Regions from separate parts of the Sus scrofa genome. Here regions 1 and 3 are each linked to region 2. A link is a contact called in public HiChIP or PLAC-seq and promoter capture Hi-C data. All regions are on one chromosome and are shown on one strand. Each heading gives the region's core, a stretch centred on a gene start, on an enhancer-like site or on the middle of the called end of the contact. The rest is flanking DNA. Distances are from core to core; before and after follow the strand shown.

Region 1 (2,747 bases), core at 196-2,695, 330 kb before region 2:
AAGTTGGTAAAACTTAAATATTTTAGAGGTTTAAAATTTTTAGCTTTTCCATTTCTTCTTAGCTATTAATTTATTTGAATTTTCTCTCTTTCTGAATCAATTCTAAATTTTATTTTCCTTGAAATTTTCTTCCATATCTTCAGATTATTGATAAATTGCAAATGATTTTATCACTTAAGGGGTCTAAGTGACAAGCCACCAACCCACCTCTGGCTAACTTTAGTAAAAAAAAATTCATTTGGAAGATAATAGGATGCTCGTAATACTGACAGGTGGCTAAGCAACTAGCTTAAGAACTAATAACACTTATCAAGGCCAAAAGAAATCAAAGGAAGCTTATCTCATAGCCAAAACAATCTGACCTATGTGCTGCTGCTGCAATAAACCATTCACAACTGTTTCTTTTGTTCTTTTATCACTTAAGATTCAAAGACCAGAGAGAGACTCTTTGATTTAGACCCTGGGCTATAAAAGGGCATGGAAGGAGGCTGGATATGGATTTCTCAACTTCCATTTGGAAAGCAGGTGCCTGGAATTACTGTCCCACCAAAACAACTCATAACAGAAGAAAAAGAATTCCACACAGAAAAGTGGGAGCATATTATGAAAGATAATGTTGCCAGCCCCCTAAAAATGTCCACTTTAATAGTTTTTCTTTAAAATTGTTTTACTCTCTTTTTAAAAATGATTTCTGTAAATGACTCATTGTTTTATTTATCAAGACTACTACTTTTTTACTTTCTGATGTATTTACAATTATTTATCTTTATTATCTCTTTTCTATCATTTTTATTATTTTGATTATTTTTTAAAATAGTATCCTGAGTTGTATGCTTAGTTCAGTTTTTTCAGTGCTTTTTTTGGTTATAAAATGTTTAATATAATTTGGATATATAACTGTCTTTTGTTTTCTTCTGTTCTTTCTAAGCTTAGAAATTCCAACCCCTACCTAAAGTTTAATATCTGTTTCAGGAGCTCCCATTGTGGCTTATCAGGTTACGAACCCAACTAGTATCCATGAGGATGCGGGTTCAATCCCTGGCCTCGCTCAGTGGGTTAAGGATCTGGCACTGCCGCAGCCTGTGCATAGGTTGCAGATGCATCTTGGATCCCGAGTTGCTGTGGCTGTGGCATAAGCTGGCAGTTGCATCTCCAACTTGACCACTAGCCTGGGAACTTCCATATGCTGCAGGCACAGCCCTAACAAAGAAAAGGAAATATTTATTTCAATCAAATTTCTCTTAGAGATAAGAAACTTGATTCTACTTTTAGTATATTATAGAGTATAGCAATACAAGTTTGGTCAGGAAAACTGAAATCACTATAAGCATTTTAAACAAAAGAATATTAGAAAATGGGTTGAACAACAGTATACATTTATTGTTTTTTTCATAGGACTTATCTCACAACTTCTGCCATAAAGTCTGAAGAGCTCTGAGTATTATCTGGACTTCCTGTAAAACATTGCATCTTTTTTTTTTTTTTTTACATTGATGGCATTATCTTAATCAGAGCAGATAAGCAAAAGGTGACTAGCAGGCCAAATGCCTTGATAAGACACTCATGCTCCTCATGGCAGGCAATAAATCCTAGCACATCAGTAAAATTTTAGGAAAACAGTGCTCAGAAACTTTCCAGGACATCTTCTCTAGAGTAAAGGACAAATTATTTTGTCTTGTACTTCATTTCACAAAGAAGGAAGCACAAAACTTATCCTTTCTGGGAATACTCCCTTTGGGGAATGTTTGATTTGGGAGCAAATATTTCACACTGAAGAATACTGCTCTGGCTACCAGGGCAGGAAAGAGTTCTGCACTAATCCAGAGGCCTATGGTATTGGAAGTATCCATGGTGAGAAAAAACATTGCAGTGCTGAGGAAGACCCAGTGGGAGAACTGTAATATAGGACCCTGGAGTTCTGGAATGAGGCCATGCCATCTGCAGCAGAGAATTTTATATTCTTTTTGAGAAACGACTTCTGCACTACTGGACCCTGGCAAATGTGGAATAATTGAACTTGACACTATGTCATCATGTGGCAGAAATGTCCACTATGAGCTGGAATCCTAGCAGACCCATGAAGCACAAGATTGAGCAGGCCCGGCAAAAATCTAAGATGAAAGTGTTACACCTGGAACCAAATACAAGCAGGAGCAAAGGGCACAAGCAAAGTACATGAGCAGGTGACCCAGATTTCCTCCTTTCCCCCGAAGCCAAACTGTTGCACCCCTGTCGCTTCCTCAACTCACACCTCTGGCTCTAGGGGAAACCCTATGACCAGCTGAAGGGAGGAGGGAAAAGTTTGGGTTTGGTTCACAGATTGGTTGGTTCAGTGTGTAGGTGCAGCCCCCAAATAGCAGCTGCATTACAGCCACAGTTAGGAATCGCTCTGGCGAAGTCAATGGCGAAGAAAAGTCCTCCCAGTAGGCAGAGCTTCAGGCAGTACACCTGGCCATCCACTGTGTGTGGAAAAATAAGTGGCCTGAGCTTAGACTCTATATGGAATCACAGGCAATAGGAATTGCCTCATCATCTTTTTTCCTAGAATGAAAAATATGCAAAGATTAAGAACAAGAAGGCCTGGGATAGAAACATATAGGAGTAGGGATGAAATGTGAAAACCTTTGTATCAGGTGTTAATGCCCACTAGAGAAAAGTCACTAAATAACCAACAAGATGACTCGGCCGATTGATATCAGCCATTCTTAGTCATCAGCCACCCTGGTACTTGCACCGCGGGCACAAGA
Region 2 (2,777 bases), core at 23-2,522:
ATTACTTTCCACAGTTCTCCTCTGAAACACTATCGTCTATAAAGAGAGCCCTCCCCACCTCCCCGGCCGCATCCAGGAACATTCCAAATCTCAAGATTAGGGAATGGATATCCTAGAGCTGATCATTTTTCAGCTGAAACTCCTGCATACCAAAAGCCCATGACCTTAGCACCAAAGCAGCTTTCCCGTTGCACTGGCTGCTGCCGTTGGGAAGGCCCTGCCTCAAACAGGACCAACTCTGTCACGTTTTTTGGATTTATGAAAGTGCAGCTGGGGGTGGGGTGGAGTGGGGAACCTGCCAGATCTAAAAGTATTCGTTTAAATCCGTTTGACACCTGCCTCCTTCAAACACGACAAACTCCAAACATTTGAGCAGCCGCCGCAGCAGCATTGGACAGATCTTGAGGCCAAACTAGGTCAGGGTTACGGTTACACTTACGTTGCACATTAACACCCTTTGTCTACAAACTTGAACACTAAGTTAAGTTCCCTTCCAGGCAGCGTGCTCGCTGGGCCTCAGAATCGGTGCAGTCTTCCCGAGACAAGAAGGGCACCAACCACCCTGCTCCATGGCTACACCAGCCTTCTCCGGACCACGCACTCTGCGGCCTCGGCAAGGCCGGGTCTCTCGGAGAAGGGGTCGCTTGGGGGTAACTCTCCTGCGCCCAAGCTGCATAACACGGATTTCACAGGGTATCTGGGCTCCCCCTTTTCTAGGGCCCCTACTTATCCGGGCGGTTTCGTGCCTGGGGTCACACTACCGTAACAGCCCAGGGCCCCGATTCCCCAGGTCTGAACCCCCGCCGGGGCGCCCCTCCCCCCACGCCCGAACCCTGCAGCCCCCCTCCCCCGACCCTTACAGCCCCCCTTCCCACCAGCCCCGCCACCGCCCCGCCCGGTCGGGCCGCGCAGGCTGCCGGGCCGGCACTAGGCCCCGCGCTCCGCCCCGGCTGCCCGCCTCACCGTTCTGCTGGTGCGGCCCCAAGCCCGGGACCGCGGGCGCGGCGGCTCCTGGGGCGGCGGCTCCGCCAAGCTTGGGAGGGATCCGGGCGCTGGCGGCCGGATGAGGAGACCCGGCAGGAGCCGACATGACGGCGCTACTGGCGGCGGCCGCGGCTCTGCTTCGGGGAGGTGGGCGGAGGGAAAGGAAGGCGGGGCCGGAGAGGAAGAGGAAGGAACGCGCGCGGCGTCACCGAGGGAGTCACCCGGGACCGCGGCGGGAGTGCCGCGCTCCACCCCGGAGCTCAGCTCGCCGCCGCGGGTGCCGGGACCCCGGTCCGCTCCGCCCGGCCCTGCCCTGTCCTGCCCTGCTCTGCCCTGCCCTGCCCTGCCGCCGCCCCGAGCCGGGAACCGCGGGACTCCCACCCCGGGTCGCTCACCGCAAGCGCGGGCGGCGAGCGCCGCAGCGCCCCCTGCAGGCGGAGCCCGGCGCGCCCAGGCCGGAGGCAGGGCCCGGGGCGGCGGCCTGCCGGCCAGCCCTACAACCTCCGGGCCCGGCGGAGCTGCTGAGGCCTCCCGGCGAGAGGGATGGATCCGGATAGTAGGGGCTCTGGGCCCACTTTCACGTGGGGTGGAGGCTGGAGCGCTGCGGGCCGGGATGGGGCAGTGCCGGGAGAGGGGTTTGGGAGCTGCGGGGTGACATCCGGAGCCCCGGGCAACGCCGGGCTGGACTGACCCCACTCACCATTCCTCGGAAGAGGAACCCTGGGTTTGGCTTTGTACTTATTTTAATCCTGAGGGTTTTTCTTTTTTTTTTTTTTTAATTTCCTTTTTCTCCCTTAAGGTTAAATTCCAAAGGAAATAGGCATTCCAGCTTCTCGTCCGTGGGGAATTACAATCCCGGGCAAAGGAAGAGGAATTTACTTAAAATCACTGACTTAAACCGGGAAAGGGGGTACTAGAGTAAGAGAAACTGAAGGGCAAACTTTATCTGCCTCATGATTTTTTGCAAGGGGTTGGCTCATCCTGTTAGGATTGAAAAGAGGAGCTGTAGCATCCGAAGCAGGAATTCAGCTTGCTTTGTCTACCTTGATGAAATCTTTGAATCTCCGGTCTGTCCCAGCATGCTAAGTGGCAAGCAAGCCCTGGAGTTCATCACTCAAGTCATTTTGCCATCGTTCGGAATCCCGAGTGTGCCACAATCATTCTGTATTAGAAATGAAATTGTTCAAAAACAGCAAATTCCGAATGGGTTCCAGCAAGATATTTCTGGAGTGACAAGGCTAATTACTGAATGATTATGCCAAGCATAAAATGCCCTATAGCCCGAGAAAAATGCAAAGCTTCACTTTAGTTGTGGCCATGAATTAATGATACTTTGTGTTCGATACACCAAATGAATTACAAACAGGATTTCAGTAGCTGGATTTGGACTTTTTAAAATTTGTCTTTACTCTTATTTCCATAATTCTGGTTAATTTTTCCTTTTCATTTTATACACGGATAAGCAACTTAAACAATAGTTTACATTATCATAACCAGAAGCTAAAATATACTAGTTCCTGCATGTGAAAAATACCTTAAGCTAAATTCGTAGGTTTTAAAAACCAATGATGTTTTTAAATGTAAATTTTTAGAATCTTTAGAGAAAATTATATTGTGCACAGAAGACAGTCCTGTCCTGGAAAGCAATATCCCATTAATAAAAACTGCTTGAATTTTTAACATTTTGGGTAGATAATTTCAAAGAAATAAAATGTAAGAGAAAGTAGTATAATAGATCATCAAATATTCACCAACCAGCATCACTTGTTAGTTCAGGGCTAATTTTGCTTCAT
Region 3 (2,946 bases), core at 80-2,579, 350 kb before region 2:
CTCCCTTTCAGGACTTCCCGTTGTGGCTTAGAGGGTTAGATCCTGACTAGTATCCATGAGGATGCGGGTTCCATCCCTGGCCTCGCTCAGTGGGTCAAGGATCCAAAGTTGCCACAAGCTGTGGTGTAGGTCGCAGACATGGCTCAGACAACACAGTGTAGGCTGGCAGCTGCAGCTTTGATTAGATCCCTGGCCTGGGAACTTCCATATGCTACAGGTGCTGCCCTAAAAAGTAAATGTCTCCCTTTCCGCCCAAGCTCAAGTTCCAACTCCACGATGCGGTCTGTGTTTCCTTCAGCTTTCTGAAGGAAAGTCAATTTAAGTCAGTTTACAGCCTTGCCATAGACTTGACTCCTCAACCAAGCAGCAGCCTCGGTATGACAAGAGCGAGCTGCTAGATCTATCTTTCAGCACCCAACTCCTTGTCAAACTTCCTAATAACACAAATCCACAAACTCTGCCCCCCCTCCCCCTCCGCTCCCAAGCAGCCCAAACTCAGAAGCCGACATACACACGACTTGTTCCGGAGGTCCTTGGTCTTGGCCTTTGTTAAAGCCTCCGCGGCCGCCCCCACGTCCAAATCCTCCTCTGCCGCCGCCGCCTCTGAAATTACCGCCGCCTCCACCTCGGAAGTGGTTGTTGCCGCTGCCGCCGCGACCGAAGCCGCCACCTCGATTAAAGCCTCCACGACCCCCGCCTCGAAAAGACATGCTTGCTCCTACCTAGAGAGAAAAACAGTGCATGCTTTTCGGTTGCTATGGCCTCTGGGTACACCAACTAACCCCTCTAGGCTTCGGTCAGAAGCTATAGAGAAACAACAATAATAAGCAACCCGCCACCTCAGCCACGGCTGGGCAGCCCGTGACCAGCCGAAAGGATGTCACCTCCCCGTAGCCCTGTGAGCGCCAGCAGACCACGCACCAGCCCCGTCGCCCCCGGTGAGTACCTCCTCCCCCAGCAAGCAGCAAGTTCTTCAGCCACATCCCCTCCCTCCCTCTGCTGGGTTCAGGGTCCAGCATTCTCGGACTACCCGCCACTCACCGGCGCCACGTGCACCTCAGGGCTGGGCGCGCACACCCACCCGCCCGGTACTTCCGCCGCGCACGAGCCTCTTCGGCCGCCGTACGGGCACAAAATAGGGGGGCAGGAAAACTGACTAGAAATTCGAAAAACGGGTGTGCAAAACCAGCCAGTCTCCAACAGAACCAGAGACGCTGTCACCTGTCCGAAACAGCCTTCAGCTCTGGACGAGTATCAGTAATATCTAACGTCAACCGCTAGTTTACGACAGCAAGGTCCACTTGCCTAATGGGAGCAGAGGAAGTGACGTAAAATAGCGGCGTCCTTTGCGGCATGACGTTACTCGCCGGAACTTCTGCCCCGCGAGGTTGCCCTTGGCGATGGTTGGCATCAGGCACCGCCCCTCTCCCAGTGGCGAGGCGGGCTTGCAGTGGGAGCCAGTTGTCCTTGTGTCCTGGTTTCTCTGGCTATGTTGCGGTCCCCTTGTTGCTCACTTGGTTGAGACTCTAGCAACTACGCTGTCCAGGGCTCTGAGCCGCGCTTTGCTGGGAGGTGGATTTGGCTGCGACGGAACCCAGTGGAAGGACTTGCCTGCGTTCTTTAGTGCCGCTTGTTCCGATTTTTTGAAGTACGCAAGACTGTGAGCTGTGCTGCACCCGTCGTTCACTGTGGTTTCACTAAAGGAAGAAAAAAATGCGTGTGTGTGTGTGTATTTTAAAAGAAACTGTGTTATCTGATATAGCCAGGCCATATTTATATCTTTTGTATTAGAGAGTTTTTTACTTTGTCAAATACGTTTTGACCACAGTCGGTACACTATACTACAAGTCCCTCTCCCCTTCTATCTTTAAGCCTTTGAAATCTGACTTGACCTTCCGCTAGAATTTCTCTACCAAAGAAAGCTAGCGTCTATTTATTAAATTTCGTTGGTTTCTTTTCATTGAATCGTCTGAGACCTTACCTTAATATTTAACAGTCAGCCTCTTTTTTGAAAGAATGGGATCAGTACCATTTTCAGAGGGTAATTTACATTGTGGAAGAACTTAGTAAACTTAACTATGGAAGTATAGAATTAGTTTGTCTTACACACTGAAGTATAAGCTTCTTGAGAAAGCACCTAGTTTGGTAGACGAATTTTTATTCAGATTTGATAAATGTACTTTAAATTCTATACATCATACAGATGTAGAATTATTCATATGTTCAGTGTTTTATCTCCATCCGGTGTCCCACTTTTATCTCCAACTCAGTGTGACGAGACCATTGAACTTTTATGGGACCTTCAAGAATACACGGTGCCCTTTTATTTTGCATGTAAATGAGGTAACTTTCTCATCTCGTTAGAGGGACAAACTAGAAACATGGATTCTCACAGTTCTTGATCCCTTTTCTGCACCGCCATTGCAAGCTCACTCCTTCCTCTTCCAGATTATTCATCATTCCAATTCCCTGTTTGTCCTCATGGTAGCATCATACTCTTGGTTTCCAAATCTTTGGACTCAAACCTTTGAGCACTCCTCTGTCATCGTTGTCATCATTCCACCCAACCTTGGCTTTGAAGTCTCTTTTTTCTGAAACTATCAATTTCTACTGATTCCTTCTAGCTTTGTACAGTCATCACAGGCCTTCTTTTGTCACTGTTATTCCTTCCCTAAATCACCCAATATAATCTACAACAACTCAGGTCCAGAAATAATAGTAGTGAACTACAACATCCTCACATTCTGAGCATCTTTATTGTCTCAAAATAAATGGTTCTGGGCTTAACTTTTCTTCCTCCCATCTCTACTGCACGTGATGACATACTGAACTTATTACAAGTTTCTTCATTCCATAGCCACCCTCAGGACCTCAAATAGTTCCCCATTTCCTTTAGCTACAAGCCTAAGGTAAAATCTTTCCTGTGACCAGGGCTTCTATATAATT

Evidence for each region. Promoter capture Hi-C pulls out the DNA fragments that hold promoters and counts their contacts. HiChIP or PLAC-seq counts read pairs in DNA pulled down with a chosen protein or histone mark.
Region 1: a promoter capture Hi-C map of liver shows a contact between it and region 2, with 4 times the contacts expected there. The contact joins the promoter of CFI here to the promoter of SEC24B in region 2. A contact is called at or near these places in 2 of 5 promoter capture datasets (fetal liver and liver) and 1 of 47 Hi-C or Micro-C datasets (liver).
Region 3: a contact with region 2 is called in an H3K27ac HiChIP or PLAC-seq map of alveolar macrophages. The contact joins the promoter of GAR1 here to the promoter of SEC24B in region 2. A contact is called at or near these places in 3 of 5 promoter capture datasets (fetal liver, fetal skeletal muscle and liver), 32 of 47 Hi-C or Micro-C datasets (adipocytes, adipose tissue, alveolar macrophages and 19 more) and 2 of 2 datasets of contacts at active chromatin or transcription factors (alveolar macrophages and skeletal muscle).

What each region holds. Positions count from the first base shown.
Region 1 is chr8:112,429,379-112,432,125 of Sscrofa11.1, forward strand. CFI (complement factor I) reads left to right here and starts at 1,446. Exons shown (of 13, transcript XM_013989347.2): 1 at 1,446-2,747. It overlaps LOC102157627, which reads left to right. Exons shown (of 2, transcript XR_001304070.2): 2 at 425-1,076.
Region 2 is chr8:112,761,598-112,764,374 of Sscrofa11.1, forward strand. It overlaps SEC24B (protein transport protein Sec24B), which reads right to left and starts at 1,273. Exons shown (of 23, transcript XM_021101681.1): 1 at 964-1,273. The coding sequence starts at 1,090.
Region 3 is chr8:112,412,948-112,415,893 of Sscrofa11.1, forward strand. It overlaps GAR1 (H/ACA ribonucleoprotein complex subunit 1), which reads right to left and starts at 1,330. Exons shown (of 7, transcript XM_003129252.3): 1 at 1,042-1,330; 2 at 512-722. The coding sequence starts at 710. LOC102157627 reads left to right here and starts at 1,368. Exons shown (of 2, transcript XR_001304070.2): 1 at 1,368-1,648.